Linked DNA regions of Mus musculus: regions 2, 3 and 4 are each linked to region 1. The links are chromatin contacts, called in public HiChIP or PLAC-seq and promoter capture Hi-C maps. All regions are on one chromosome and are shown on one strand. Each heading gives the region's core, a stretch centred on a gene start, on an enhancer-like site or on the middle of the called end of the contact. The rest is flanking DNA. Distances are from core to core; before and after follow the strand shown. Region 1 overlaps Rgl1 (ral guanine nucleotide dissociation stimulator,-like 1). Region 2 has its middle 9.6 kb from the start of Ncf2. Region 3 has its middle 62 kb from the start of Rgl1. Region 4 has its middle 32 kb from the start of Apobec4.

What was found. HiChIP or PLAC-seq counts read pairs in DNA pulled down with a chosen protein or histone mark. Capture Hi-C pulls out chosen DNA fragments and counts their contacts.
Region 2: a contact with region 1 is called in an H3K27ac HiChIP or PLAC-seq map of extraembryonic endoderm stem cells, with 2.3 times the contacts expected there. The contact joins two enhancer-like sites. A contact is called at or near these places in 1 of 115 datasets of contacts at active chromatin or transcription factors (extraembryonic endoderm stem cells) and 3 of 9 other capture datasets (adipose tissue, liver and pancreatic islet).
Region 3: a contact with region 1 is called in a promoter capture Hi-C map of adipose tissue. The contact joins two enhancer-like sites. A contact is called at or near these places in 6 of 484 Hi-C or Micro-C datasets (the 3T3-L1 cell line, CD4 T cells, the HL-1 cell line and 3 more), 5 of 115 datasets of contacts at active chromatin or transcription factors (the NIH/3T3 cell line, cardiomyocytes, double positive thymocytes and 2 more) and 2 of 9 other capture datasets (adipose tissue and liver).
Region 4: an H3K27ac HiChIP or PLAC-seq map of extraembryonic endoderm stem cells shows a contact between it and region 1, with 4 times the contacts expected there. The contact joins two enhancer-like sites. A contact is called at or near these places in 1 of 115 datasets of contacts at active chromatin or transcription factors (extraembryonic endoderm stem cells) and 1 of 9 other capture datasets (adipose tissue).

What each region holds. Positions count from the first base shown.
Region 1 is chr1:152,554,630-152,557,639 of GRCm38.p6, reverse strand. It overlaps Rgl1 (ral guanine nucleotide dissociation stimulator,-like 1), which reads left to right. Exons shown (of 18, transcript NM_016846.4): 5 at 53-237. Among named protein-coding and RNA genes, the nearest start is that of Gm51749, 16 kb to the right of the region's middle. Within about 2 kb of position 1,284, at least 176 of the 459 cell types and tissues checked have an H3K27ac peak or open chromatin away from gene starts, as enhancers often do. A contact at or near this core is called in adipose tissue, extraembryonic endoderm stem cells, liver and 1 more, where this site is marked.
Region 2 is chr1:152,788,851-152,792,287 of GRCm38.p6, reverse strand. No RefSeq gene overlaps it. Among named protein-coding and RNA genes, the nearest start is that of Ncf2, 9.6 kb to the left of the region's middle. Within about 2 kb of position 1,332, at least 54 of the 459 cell types and tissues checked have an H3K27ac peak or open chromatin away from gene starts, as enhancers often do. A contact at or near this core is called in extraembryonic endoderm stem cells, where this site is marked.
Region 3 is chr1:152,686,017-152,689,097 of GRCm38.p6, reverse strand. It overlaps a transcript of Rgl1 not described here. Among named protein-coding and RNA genes, the nearest start is that of Rgl1, 62 kb to the right of the region's middle. Within about 2 kb of position 1,812, at least 100 of the 459 cell types and tissues checked have an H3K27ac peak or open chromatin away from gene starts, as enhancers often do. A contact at or near this core is called in adipose tissue, liver and uterus, where this site is marked.
Region 4 is chr1:152,716,777-152,719,842 of GRCm38.p6, reverse strand. It overlaps a transcript of Rgl1 not described here. Among named protein-coding and RNA genes, the nearest start is that of Apobec4, 32 kb to the left of the region's middle. Within about 2 kb of position 1,437, at least 17 of the 459 cell types and tissues checked have an H3K27ac peak or open chromatin away from gene starts, as enhancers often do. A contact at or near this core is called in adipose tissue and extraembryonic endoderm stem cells, where this site is marked.

The DNA of each region.
Region 1 (3,010 bases), core at 35-2,534:
TCTCGAGTCCCGTAAGCATTGTGTTCACTGTGTCTCCATCTCTCCTTCCCAGTGCCATTGCTTCCATCCTGAGGGCCTGGCTTGACCAGTGTGCGGAAGACTTCCGGGAGCCCCCTCACTTCCCTTGCCTTCAGAAGCTGCTGGAGTACCTCAAACAGATGATGCCTGGCTCTGACCCAGAGAGGAGAGCACAGAACCTTCTTGAACAGTTTCAAAAGCAGGACGTGGATTCCGACAGTGAGTACCTGTTTGGTCCCAGGGAAACCTCTACTGGGCTCTGCAATGTGGGGGCTCCCCATTCATTGACTCAATAAGAAACCCTGGTACCCTCAGAAAATTGGGATAGGTATAAAATTATTGAACTGTGAACCTCAGAACCCTAAGGTTTCAGAGTGAAAAGAGGGATTTTCAAGGCTGGATTTATGATTTTAAAGATTAAATTGTAAAACCAGCTCAGAGAAGCTAAGTAATTGCCCAGGGTGCCTACTGTTACCAGGAACAGGGTTTTCTTGATTTGTTTTTGTTTTTTTTAAACTTTCTCTTATCAACATGAATGGGCTTCTTCTCTGCCTAATGTGTTCTATCAGATATAAACGGGCGACAACCAACCAACCCTGTGTGGCTGGCAAGGGTTCAAGTCCACGTCCCTCTCACAAAAGCTTGGAAGAGGTGTTCCTCCTTTTCCCTAAAAAGCATTAGTGTCATGTCCCCTGGCAGCCCCGATTGCTGACATCGACTGTCTCTAGTGACCGAATCGAAGGAAGTCTCTGAGGCTGTTTTTTCCTATTGGAGGCTGACCTCGAGCTTCCAGGGACAAATGCAGAGCCACCACTGCTGGCCATAGAGTGTGCTGGCTGCCAGGCTCTGCAGAAATTAGTCAAGAGGTTCCATCGCGCTCCAGCGTGATGATATAGCCTTTCACCGAGGCACTGGGTAACAGTTGCCATGGCAGCTGACCCACTTGGAACTTCTGGTAGGCATTTCCTTGAAGTAATGTCCGGTTTCCTCAGTGAGGGAAAGGAAATGGCTCCTAACGCAGATAAGGGATGCTACCCCAAAGCCAAAGCAAATACAGTGACTTTAAATTCTACCCGGTACCTGTTGAGTGGTTTGTATGGACTGGGGACCAGAGAAGGGGAATGCACTTGCATCATTTGGCTCAGATTGCCAAAGGCTTTGTATCTCAGATGACTTCATCTGCCGGGAATGCTTGAATACCCTGGAAGCTCAGCTCCAGCTGCCAGACCTCAGCTCCCTTCAGGGCCTCCTCCCGCCTGCCCGCCCAGCTTTGTGCTCTGGTAGAAAACGCTGCTGCTGCTGCTGCTGTTGCACTGGAGCCCAGCTCGCCCCACTGGGGCTGCCTCTGGCCCCATGCCTAATTGGGGAACCAGTGGGACCAGTCATTGGTCCTCTCCGGCTCAGGGAATGGAGGGCAGAGCTCTTTTGGCAGGCAGAGGCAGGGACTAGGGAGGTGGCCTGACCTCACAAAAACTTTTAGGCAATACCCAAGAATGAATCTTTTCCTAAGTGTGGGCAGTTGTCATCAAGAATGCTCCAGGCCCTGTTTATGAAGTATAGGCTCCATTCCTGAAGAGGAATGTTGGGAGCTTAGTTAGTTCCCTTGTGCCTCTCACCCCCCAGCCCCCATGTCATACTCTGGAAAGCAGTGAGCTTTCCTGTGTGTTTGCAAAAGTAAAACTGTGCATAGAGATTTGTACATAACCCCTGGAGACTCAGGCAGGAGCAGTGAAAGCATAGACCAGGTCCCAGAGAGAAAGGATCACAGGTTTCACACGTAGTGACATTCTAGGTGCATGCCAGATTTACAAGGAATGAATGAATGAATGAATGAATGAATGTGTGAGTGAGTGATGTTAGTCCTTACCCTGTACTCTCCTTGGCAGAAGCTGGACAGCTTCTGCATTGTTTTATAGGTATTAAAGTACATTGTAGTCATCAGGAGGGGTAGAAGGCTCCTTGAACCTTTGATTGGCACATCCGATTTCTTCTTCACTGAATGAGAAAGTGCCAGAGTTGAGTGGAGAAGTACTGACATCAGGCGCTAGCATCCTCCACTGGGTGGGATTTTAGCTCTTTGATGGGTGCTTTTGCTTTGTATCCAGGATAACAGGAATAGATAGTGAAGCTCTCCTACCAGTCCCATTCACAACAGAACGTTCAGCTCTGAGGTCCAGAGCCAGTCCTGTAATCACAGCCCTGCCACCAGAGCGGGCAGGTAGCACATGGTACTGGACAGGTAACAGTCTCACTTTGAGCACCCCATTTCTCAATGGAAGCTTTGAAGAAGCTCTATCAATTCAATATAAGATGCCTAACAGCGTCCCCCATAAAGAGAAGGAAAAGGCTTAAAAAACGTAACCAGGCAGGGGGAGTAGTAACACGGAACTGGATTTCTGCCTGGATGCCACTGTGTGCAGCTAGGCTTCCCCAGCCCCAGCAGAAGTTCAGCTTTGACTGAAAGGGACCAAGAAGTGTGGTGGGAATGAGAGGGCCTGGGAGAAGGAGACTTCAAAGAGGAGGCTGGAGCTCGGCCCTTCAGCATTTCAGATGGGCTCCTGGGCAGTGATTCCCGTTGACTTCTTTAGGCTCTGAGCTGTGTAACTTTAGGATGGATGACCAGCAGTATAGGGTGCCAGGGCATTTATTTCCAATCTGTTTCTCACCTTTTCACTCTCTATGTGAAAGCTGACAGCAACCCTTTGATTTAGCAGCATTTGAGTCTGCTCAGTATTGTTAAAAGGACTACAGGTCTCATCACATCTCTGAAACCCCAATGACCTATCCTACCTTACCAAACCTTGGCCGGCCGCCTTGCTCAGTCTTTTAGGCATCTGGCTCTCTGTGGCTCAACAATCAAGGCTTGCAGGGCTGGGGTGTAGGTATTAGCTGGTTTGGTCCTGGAAATGTTGATGGAGTTGATGGGGGCTGAGATGAGGTTGTGTTCAGTTTTGCCTCTTTAGTTTTTGCCTGGGCTAGCCTCTGAGTGATT
Region 2 (3,437 bases), core at 83-2,582, 230 kb before region 1:
ATTTGAGCAGTCAGTGTTCTTAACCGCTGAGCCATCTCGCCAGCCTGAAATACATATTTAAGTTTTTAATATTTATTTGGCGTGGAGGCAAAGGAGGCACACGGAGAAGTCAGGGGATGGTTTATGGGAGCAAGGGGGTTCTGGGAATTAAACTCAGGTCATCAGATTTGGTAGCTCCTCTATCTGCTGAGCTATCCTACCAGCCTGGAATGAAGTGTTTCAAGTCTTGTCACTAGCAGGGCAAGGATTCATATTAAAAAGCCACTGTAGGAAGATGGAGAATTAGCTCAGCTATTAAGAACATTTGCATTTGCAGAGGACCTGGGTTCAGTTCCCAGCGCCCACACAGTGATTCACAAACATCCATATCTTCAGGTCCCGGAGATCCAACACTCTCTGACCTCATCAGGCTATACACGTGGTGCACATATACACATGCAGCTAAATTACTCAAACACATAAAATGTTGTAAATACACATCAACAGCTTCTTGAAAAGGAAGCTGTTGTAGTGTCTCGGGTAGGGATAACGATGCTGGAATAGTGCGAGAAGAGAAGCTGAGTGTGGCTACCCGGCAACAGGGGGAGGAGGATGTGGACCCCCAACTGCCCTAGCAAGTGCAGCGCTAGTCCATGTAAACTTGCACTTTTACATTGCTACTAAAGTCATGCTTCTGGCTCTCCCAGAGCACAGAGCTGAGGCTAGCTGCCATGGCCATTGTTGTGGTTGTTGCTGTTGGTATTTCGTCTCTGAGAAAATGTCCCTGGGGCCTGAGAAGAATGAGGGCAACACAGGACCATAACTCTTCAGAGAGGGAGGAGAGGAGATCAAAGGCTTGGGTGAGGTCACTGGCGGAGCTGGGCAGTGAATGGGGGATGAGAGGGAGGCAGTGAGAGGTTGGAATGTGCTGAGGTGGTAGTGGGAGCTAAGGAGACAAAAGAGGGACTGCTTTCCCCAGTAATCTTTGAGATGCAAGGGAGTGTTCCCCACATTTTGGAGAGTTTGACGCTCCAACAGGTGGGGCTGGCACATCACCCCTGATCCCGTTTCTCCCTTACTGTGGGCCTCAGGCAGGTTCAAGAGTCTGAAATGTTCCTCTCCATGTTATCTGCTCCTTCCTCCTACAGAGAACGGAAGCAGCTACTTGAGGCGAGCCACAGCTCAGATCATGGAAATCAGTATGCAAGCCCAGGAGAACTGCAGGGTGAGTGTCATGATAAGAGACTCCCGGGAATTCTTTCCAGGGGTGGTGTGGTATGCACTTCAGACCCAGGGTCCAATGTTTAGATGTGGAACATGCCTCAGAGGCAGTGAAGACAGATGTGAAGAGAGCAGTGACCAATTTAGCCGTCTAAGGGCTCCCCAGTAGGTGTGCAGATGAGGGAGGGGCCAGCTAGGGATGTAATAGGGCAGAGGTTTAGAATTCCTTCGGGGCAGCAGGAAGCTGGTGCGAACTCTCCCAATACCAGTTCCTCTCCGAAGGCTTAATGTACTTTGTGGGCATCAGTTCATTGTTTCTAACAACAACAACAACAACAACAACAACAACAACAACAACAACAACGCTGATAACCAAAGAGCTTTCCCCAACGAGCCTTGGAGTCTGTAACTTGTTCAAGGTTTGTGACCTTAAATATGGCTGGGACCTGTCAGCTTGCAAAGCTGGCGCTCTGTGAAAGCGAGCGAGACGGAGAAGACCACTCCCAAAGCACTGCACCCAGTCACGCTATGCTGTTTTCCTTAATAGGTCAGTTTGTCAAAGGCAATTCAGCTGTAAACCCGTTTTATTTCCCCTAATAAAAAACAAACACTGCCACCTGGAGGGATGGCTTAGCGATTAACACCACTTGATGGTCTTGCAGAGGACCTGCCTGGTTTCCAGCACCATTATAGTAGCGCAGACTATGTCTGTAGCTCCAGTTCCAGGGGATCTAATGCCCTCTTCTGGTTTCCTTGGACACTGCATGTACGGAATATGTATAGCTACACAATGACGGGCAAAACGAAACGTTCATGCACATACAATTGGAGGAAAAAAAAAACAGAACAAAACAATAAGCACTGAGCTAGCAAGATCACTTAGTGTTTAAAGTGTTTTCCACACAAGGAAGAGGACATGAGTTCAAGTCCTCAGAAGCCATGTAAAGCCGGGAGTGATGGCGCACGCCTTTAATCCCAGCACTCCGGAGGCAGAGGCAGGTGGATTTCTGAGTTCGAGGCCAGCCTGGTCTACAAAGTGAGTTCCAGGACATCCAGGGATACACAGAGAAACCCTGTCTCGAAAAACAAAACAAAACAAAAAAACAAAAAAGAAAAAGAAAAAAGAAAGAAAGAAGCCATGTAAACAGCTGGATGTGGTGGCAGGACTTGTCTGTAATCCCAGGAGAATCCCTGGAAGTTTGCAGGCCAGCTAGCCTGGCAGGCAAAGCCACAAGCAAGAGACTCTGCCTCAAACAAGGTGGAAAGTTAGGATCGACATTCTAGGTTATCCTCTGATTTCCAGACCCCTTCTCTCTCTGTCTCTGTGTCTCTGTCTCTCCCTGCCCTCCCCCCCATTAAAACAACACCACAAAGCAACCAACATCCAAGCTACCAACCAACACACAACAACAACACACCAACATGAAGCTCTCTCATGAATGATGATACTGTAGCTAGGGAAGGGGATGATGTGGCTTATAGAGATGTCAGTAAACTCTGACCCTGCCCTAAATGACTGAAGTTCTTCCACTGATGCTGTATAAGAGCTGCTGTTTCCTCTGTACATCTGGGAGTCAGCATGACCTCTGCAGCTGGAGTAGAGAAGGTTGGGAGCTCCTGAGGTCAGGAACTCGACTGGGGTGGGTGCCAGATGGGTATGGGGTGGGTATGGGGTGGGTATGAGGGGGAGAGTAGGATATGGGGGGTGATAACACATACCTGATCCCCAAGATACCTCCTGCTTGATTCACAGCCTTCTGACAGTTTAGTTTAGATAAACTAGAAATGTTTCTTAAGGGGCTGGAGAGATGGCTCAGAGGGTAAGAGCACTGACTGCTCTTCCAGAGGTCCTGAGTTCAAATCCAAGCAACCACATGGTGGCTTACAACCATCTGTAATGAGATCTGATGCCCTCTTCTGGTGTGTCTGAAGACAGCTGCAGTGTACTTACATAAAATAATAAATAAATCTTTAAAAAAAAAAAAAGAAAAAAAAAGAAATGTTTCTTAAGCCCATCATCTCAAGCAGGGTTCTACAAATGTAAATTAATGGAAAAATAAGCAAAAGTAGCCAGATTGGGTAAAAAAAAAATGCCTGGAATCATTTGGATTCTTTGTTTCCTGATTAAGCTGTGGTAGTTCAGCCTCCACAGGATCTGGCTCCCTTGGTCTTACACTGTTTCTTGTTTTTGTTTTGTTTATTTATTTTAATGTGCATTGGTGTTTTGCCCGCATGTA
Region 3 (3,081 bases), core at 563-3,062, 130 kb before region 1:
GGATGGAAAGGAGGAACGCAGAGTTCAGTATTGTATCTGTTGCAGTCGTTCAGACAATGGAAGTGTAAGGACAGTGCTCAAATGCAGAGATGGCTCTCATCTGAGCTTCCTTTCAGAGAAGTCATCAATAGAATGTGGTGGTACATTGGCTAAGGGACTCCATGAACTGGAGCACTTGAAGGTAACTGAAAAGTTTAGTTTGGGCACCTGGGCGGTGGTGCTTCACAGATACAGGAAGGACAGGAAGGAGGAGTTTCTCTCCTGAGTTAGAACAGCGGTTGAGGAAGGCAGTGACTGACGAAGCATTTGAGTACTGTTCTTAGCATACATGTTCTGAGTCCTCTCCAATAGGTTTAACTGTTTGTATGTTAATAATGTACATGCAATCGTAGTCTAATATTCAAATGCACTATAAACCATATACAAAGTAGAAAAATCGGATGAAATGAGAAATCAAAACCAGGGCATAGTTTTGAATATCAGAAGGACAGATGTCACCCACGTTAGAGTCACAGGGTAGCGTTGCATGAAGAGAAGGGACCTGCTGGACTGCCTTCAGCCCAGGGGAAGCTTGTAGTTCCTTATATTCCTGAACATTTTTTTCCTCCTAATTTCTAATTTCTGCTAAGAACGGGCATATTTGTGAAACTTCCTTAGGATCCATGCTGCACTGCTCTAGAAAGTCATTGTAATTCAAACAAAGGAGTGTTAATGTCCTTGGCACAAACTTTGGCTGTGACATGAAGCACCTTTCCCCCTTAAAAATGTCAAGAGGAAGAGATAGGGCCTCTCTGCTGGGAGTTCCAACCAAGTAAAACCAGAAGAAAACCAGGAGACACTTACACATTCTGGCCAGCACAAACGAGTCCGTGACCTCTTCTCCTTAAGATAATATGAGTGTGTTTCATGACTCTGACAGCTCAGAGTGAAACACACGACTGCATTTAAAATCAATGTCTCTGCTAATGTACTTCTCCAGTTTATCCAAGGCTCTGCCTTTTTACTGCAATTTCCTTTGTGGTTATGTGAGGCCACTTGTGACAGCCTGATAAACACGGAGGGCCGCTGTTGCCAGATTTTAATTTAGAGAGTACAGAACATAATTTTGACTAATTGGTCCAGTAGGAACCGGAGTGGGAGCTAAACAACTCTGAGGGTCTGTGGCAAAGAAACAGGGAGACTTCATTAACTGTCCCCAGGCAGCCTCCTGATGGAGCGCCAGGGTGACTTAATCAATGCATTTATGTCTCAGATAAGACCTGAGGACTGATTGGACCAGATTTCATTAAACCTCGTGCTATCTGTGCTAGTATACACACAACATCCCGAGCCTGGGGTTTCCTCTTAAGGTCACAGAAGAAACCGGGAAAGTCTACCCCTTCTTTTGGTCCAGACTGTGAGGAGTAAGGGAGGGAGGGGCACAAGTTTGGATTGCCAACATCTGTTTAAGCTAAACTGTGTGAATGGAGGGCCAGTCTCTGTGAGACTAGCAGGGCAGGTCCCTCTGGTATCCAGAATCCCTGGCAAGCACAGCTGGAGCCGAGGCCTGGGGACTCACAGGCCCATCCCCCTCCTGAAGAGCAGGGGAAAGGAGTCAGTGAGTGGCTGCTGGAATGGCTGCCACATGTGGCTTGAGAGGCTTCAAGGGACTGGATTTACAGATCGTGTCCTGTAAGGAAAATCCGCAAGTGTGAGTAAGGAGTGAAAGGGCTGACTGAAAGGGGGTTTTTGCTTCTGTTTTCTGACTCCTTGTGGTGGCGCAGCTGTTTATCTTGTGTGGAAGGGTAGGGTCAGGAAGCTGACAGGAGCCAGGGATGGGAGGAACTGACCAAGTGAATCCCGAGGAATCTGAACACAGTGTGGTAGACTGCGGTGGTCCAGAGAGCAAGAGCACATTTTCCATAACCTTGGCCTTTCCCCTGCTACTGCATTAAAGAGTGTCAGGATTTTCCTTTAGGTGTTAAAGTTAGAGTCATGTTCTTTCCTGCTAACTTTTTATGTTAGTTTACCAGCACCGAGTTTCATTAGTTACACACACACACACACACACACACACACACACACACACACACACACACATTCACACACTCACTCATGCGCGCTCCTTATTGTGCTATCCTGCTTCATTTTTCTCTGCCCACCTCCCCTCCCTCCCTCCCTCCCTCCCTCCCTCCCTCCCTCCCTCCCTCCCTCCCTCCCTCCCTCCCTTGTCTGTGTCCTTCCTCCTCTGCTCTCAATTCCCCTAGTACTTTTGTGCCACGCCCATTTTTCAATCTAGGTTAAAGACATGAGAAAAAACACACAGTAGTTGTCTTTATGAGTATGGTCCATTTTGTTTAACATAACAATCTTGTGTTCTGTTTTTCTGAAAAAAAAAAGTCATGATTTCATTAATTCTTTTCTCTTTATGGCTAAGGAAAATTCCTCGTGTGTATGCACCGTAATTTCTTCACCAGCTGTCTCTTGATGGACATCTCGGCTAGTTCTGTGTCCTGGCGATTGTGACTGTGTAGCAGTAAATATGGATGTGCAAGTATCTTTATGATGTGCTGACTTAGGTCTGCAGATCTGTTCTCAGGAATGGTAGAGCTGGGTTCCTTAGGGACGTCCATACAGACTTCCACAGTGGCTCGTCCTCGTGCACACTCTGACTAGCCATAAGGGTCTCTTTGCTGCTTCCTCACCAACACCGGCTGTGGTTTTCTTGGTGTTAGCCATTCAGACCGAGTGAGGTGGACTCTCAAAAACAGTTTTATGTGCATTTCCCAGGTGACAAAGGAGGCTACATACTTTCCCAAGTGTTTCCTGTGTCTGAGAACCGTCTCAGTTCCACAGCCCATCTTCTGACTTTTTGGTGTTGAGTCGTTCCTGTTCTTTATGTATTCTAGATATTAACTCCCTGTCCTATGATTGTTGACAAAGCTTTTTGTTCCCCATGAAGCTGACTCTTCACTTGGCCATTTCCCTTCACAAAGCCCCAAATCAACATGACCACAATTCCGTGGCAAGTGAAGGTCATAGAAAGATGGTGTAAGAATAGAATTGTTCTGAGTCAGAGAGATCTATTTTCAAAATTGGACT
Region 4 (3,066 bases), core at 188-2,687, 160 kb before region 1:
TGGACTTGACTAACAACTGGTAAAACTAGAAACTTAAAAGACATGTGCAATGATCCTGAAATTATATATATATTTTAAATGACTATTAAGAAGCAGGAAGCAAAATAAGGGACCAGCAGAGAGAAGGACTCGTCGGTCATTCTGTACCTGGACTGACGAGAAGTTTCCTTTTTGTATCAGTGAGAGCTGGGCTTCAGTAGCAGTTCTGTCCTGAGTGTGTTACCTCTGGAAGGTAGACATCTCGGGGCGTGGGCAGGGGTGGGGTGGGAAAGAATTCTTGTAAGTAGAATGTTCAGTGTCAGTGTAGTGTGCTATCCTGATGGATGCCAGCACCCTGGCTTGGGGACTAGGGTCAAATTCTCTTACTGTTTTCCACTCTGAGGTCCCAGAACTCCAGTGGCTGCAAAAAGGCCCAGCTCTCAACCTGGGGATTTAAAAAACAAGTCTAAGTAATTTTAGATCATTTCTCTGGGAATTTTTTCCTTCTTGTTCTGTTGCTTGTTTATGTGCAGCTGAGGATAATAATATATAAATGTAATAGAAAAATAACAGCTCCGTTTTTGTGGAACCTTCAATGAGGCGTTCGGCTTTTAGCGTAGTGTAGTTTGCAGGTGTGCCCCTCCCCTGCCCCCACCACTTAGGATGCAGAGAAGAGCCCGTGTTTAGAAGCACTGAAGACTCAGACCTTGAGAAGCTAGGAAGTGCCAAGAGGAGCTCTTCCGAAGCTGCTTGTTCTCAACAATTGCTTGAAGTTCTCGTCAAAGGTGAACCTCGGATGCACACTGGTGCCGCCAGTGTTCCATAAAGGGCACCCACTGGACAGGGCTGTTAGCCTTCCCTCTTAAAACACAAGATAGAAATGCACCTGAGGGATATATTAGTGCCCATACTCCAGTCAGTTCCCTTCCAGCTAGGAGATTGCATATTTTCTTCAGGATCTGGAGAAAATGAAATTTTTAAAAATTGCACACAGATTGTTTGCTTTAGGGATATTGGAGGTGCAGTCACCTAGATCTTACAGCCCGTCATTAACGCCCCTGTAAGCTGCTCTATGGGGTTTGGAGTGCAGAGTTTGTACAGGCAGCAGGCTGACTGAGTGGAAACATTGAGTCAATAGCTTTCAAACATTCCTTCCTTGATTTTTATTCTTTAAAGGCAAAATACATAATTACATAAAAATTCATCTCTACAAATAAAGTAGCCCATAAAAATGAGGGTTGAGTCAGTTACAAACACTTCTTTCTGCAAATTATAGATTTGGATTGAACTTCCAAATCCCAAATAGATGTTAAAATTAAGTTGCTGTTGCTTAGCTCAAGTCAATACTCCTTAAGGTCAGGGGAGTGGCCTTACTCAGTCTGCTTTGTTTTGTTGAGACAGTCTCTCTGCTGCAGCCCAGGCTAGTCTCAGCTCCCTAGTCGTCCTGCCCCAGGCTCCCATGGGTGGGGAGTCCAGTTGTACACTTCCTCCCACACTGGGTGAGTAGGCCTTACTGAAGTGGAGGCTCGTGCACGTGTGGGGCTGGTGGGGGAACTGAGGAGAGGATGAGGGGCTGTGCTATTTCCATATCTTTCCGCTTGCTCCTCTCTTCCTGGGGTGTTTTCATCTTGAGTCCTCCGGTAAGCTCGTACTAATTTTCTCAGCACCCACTTCAAACATTCTGTTTTCTCATATGACTTCCTAACATCCCCAGCTGCACAGTTGTCCCTGTTTCTTTCCTTCCTTCCTTCCTTCCTTCCTTCCTTCCTTCCTTCCTTCCTTCCTTCTGCTGCTGTTATTGTTAAATTTGGTATGTGTAAATAATTGGCTCACATACTCTGTGTGCCTCTCCCCTCTCTCTGATAAGCTTGTTTAATGAACTGATAAAAGAGGAAGGATGGTTTTTAGTCACTGCTCACCATCTTCTAACACAGATGCTTCTTGCAGAGATGCCCTTCCTGGCCCTGTCCTCTCCTGTCCCCTCCTGCCCCCTCCTGTCCCCTCCTGGCCCCTCCTGTCCCCTCCTGTCCCCTGGGCTGGAATGGGCGTGGAGAGCCAGCACCCCGAGCAGGCACAGGGATGGCCGGGCTGATTATTCAACAAATACATGTTTTGTGTTTCAAGCATTGTGCCAAGTTCTGTGGGGGAGACTTCAGAGTGTGAAGTATAGTGTGTCAGTTTGAGGGGCTCACTAGTTAGGTGTAAAGGCCTGTTACTTGTATGAATCATTTAAAGGGAAATGACTGCTAAATTACAAGACTTGACACTGTGTGTACAATACAGAAGCCAGAAAGGCTGGAAAGGCCTGTTTAGTTAAAAGAGTTGGGACAAGCTTCTTAGGAGACCCACAAGTTAATTTGAGCTCAGTAGTGTTGACTGAAGGAGGTGGCAAGCTAGGTAGTAATTGAATGGTTGGCTGTGTGGGAATTGGTTTGTAGAAGAGCATATACTCTTCGGGGGACCAGAGTTCTTTTGTACACTGTGTTCAGCTTTTAGAGATACCTGGAACCTCTGCATTATTAACAGAGTGCTTCATCTACCCACGTGGGGGCAGCTCTCAAGGACAAGGGAGAAGGCTTAGCTTTGAAAGACACAGCTGTAAATTTTGAAGTCGTATCATGACTTGGAACTTCAGTCCCAAACAGGTAGCAGTGATAGTCATTTGCCCTTTGCTGGGGTCTGAAAGAAACAGAAGGAAGAATTCAGACAGGTGAAGGATTCCAAAGAGAGGGAGGAAAACAATGACGTACCTGTGTACTTATGAATGGTCTTGCTGAGGACCGGTCACCTTAGCAATGAGGGTACAGTTTGGGGACAAACACCGACCGCCTATGGAGAGAAATGAAATACTGAATTTAAACTGCTGCCCAAATGAAAATAAACTGTTCAATTAAAAGTGGAAAATTCTGCAGACTGGGTTGAGATTCTTAATAGTCACTTTGTTTTAACCACTTAACTTTTTGCAAATTATTCTATGTAGCCTTCTGAGTTAGGAGAGTTGTCTCATTTAAAAATCTGTGTTCCATCAAAAGATAAATAAAATGAATTAAATTTGATAATTTGCTGTGTGTGTGTGTATGTGTGTAT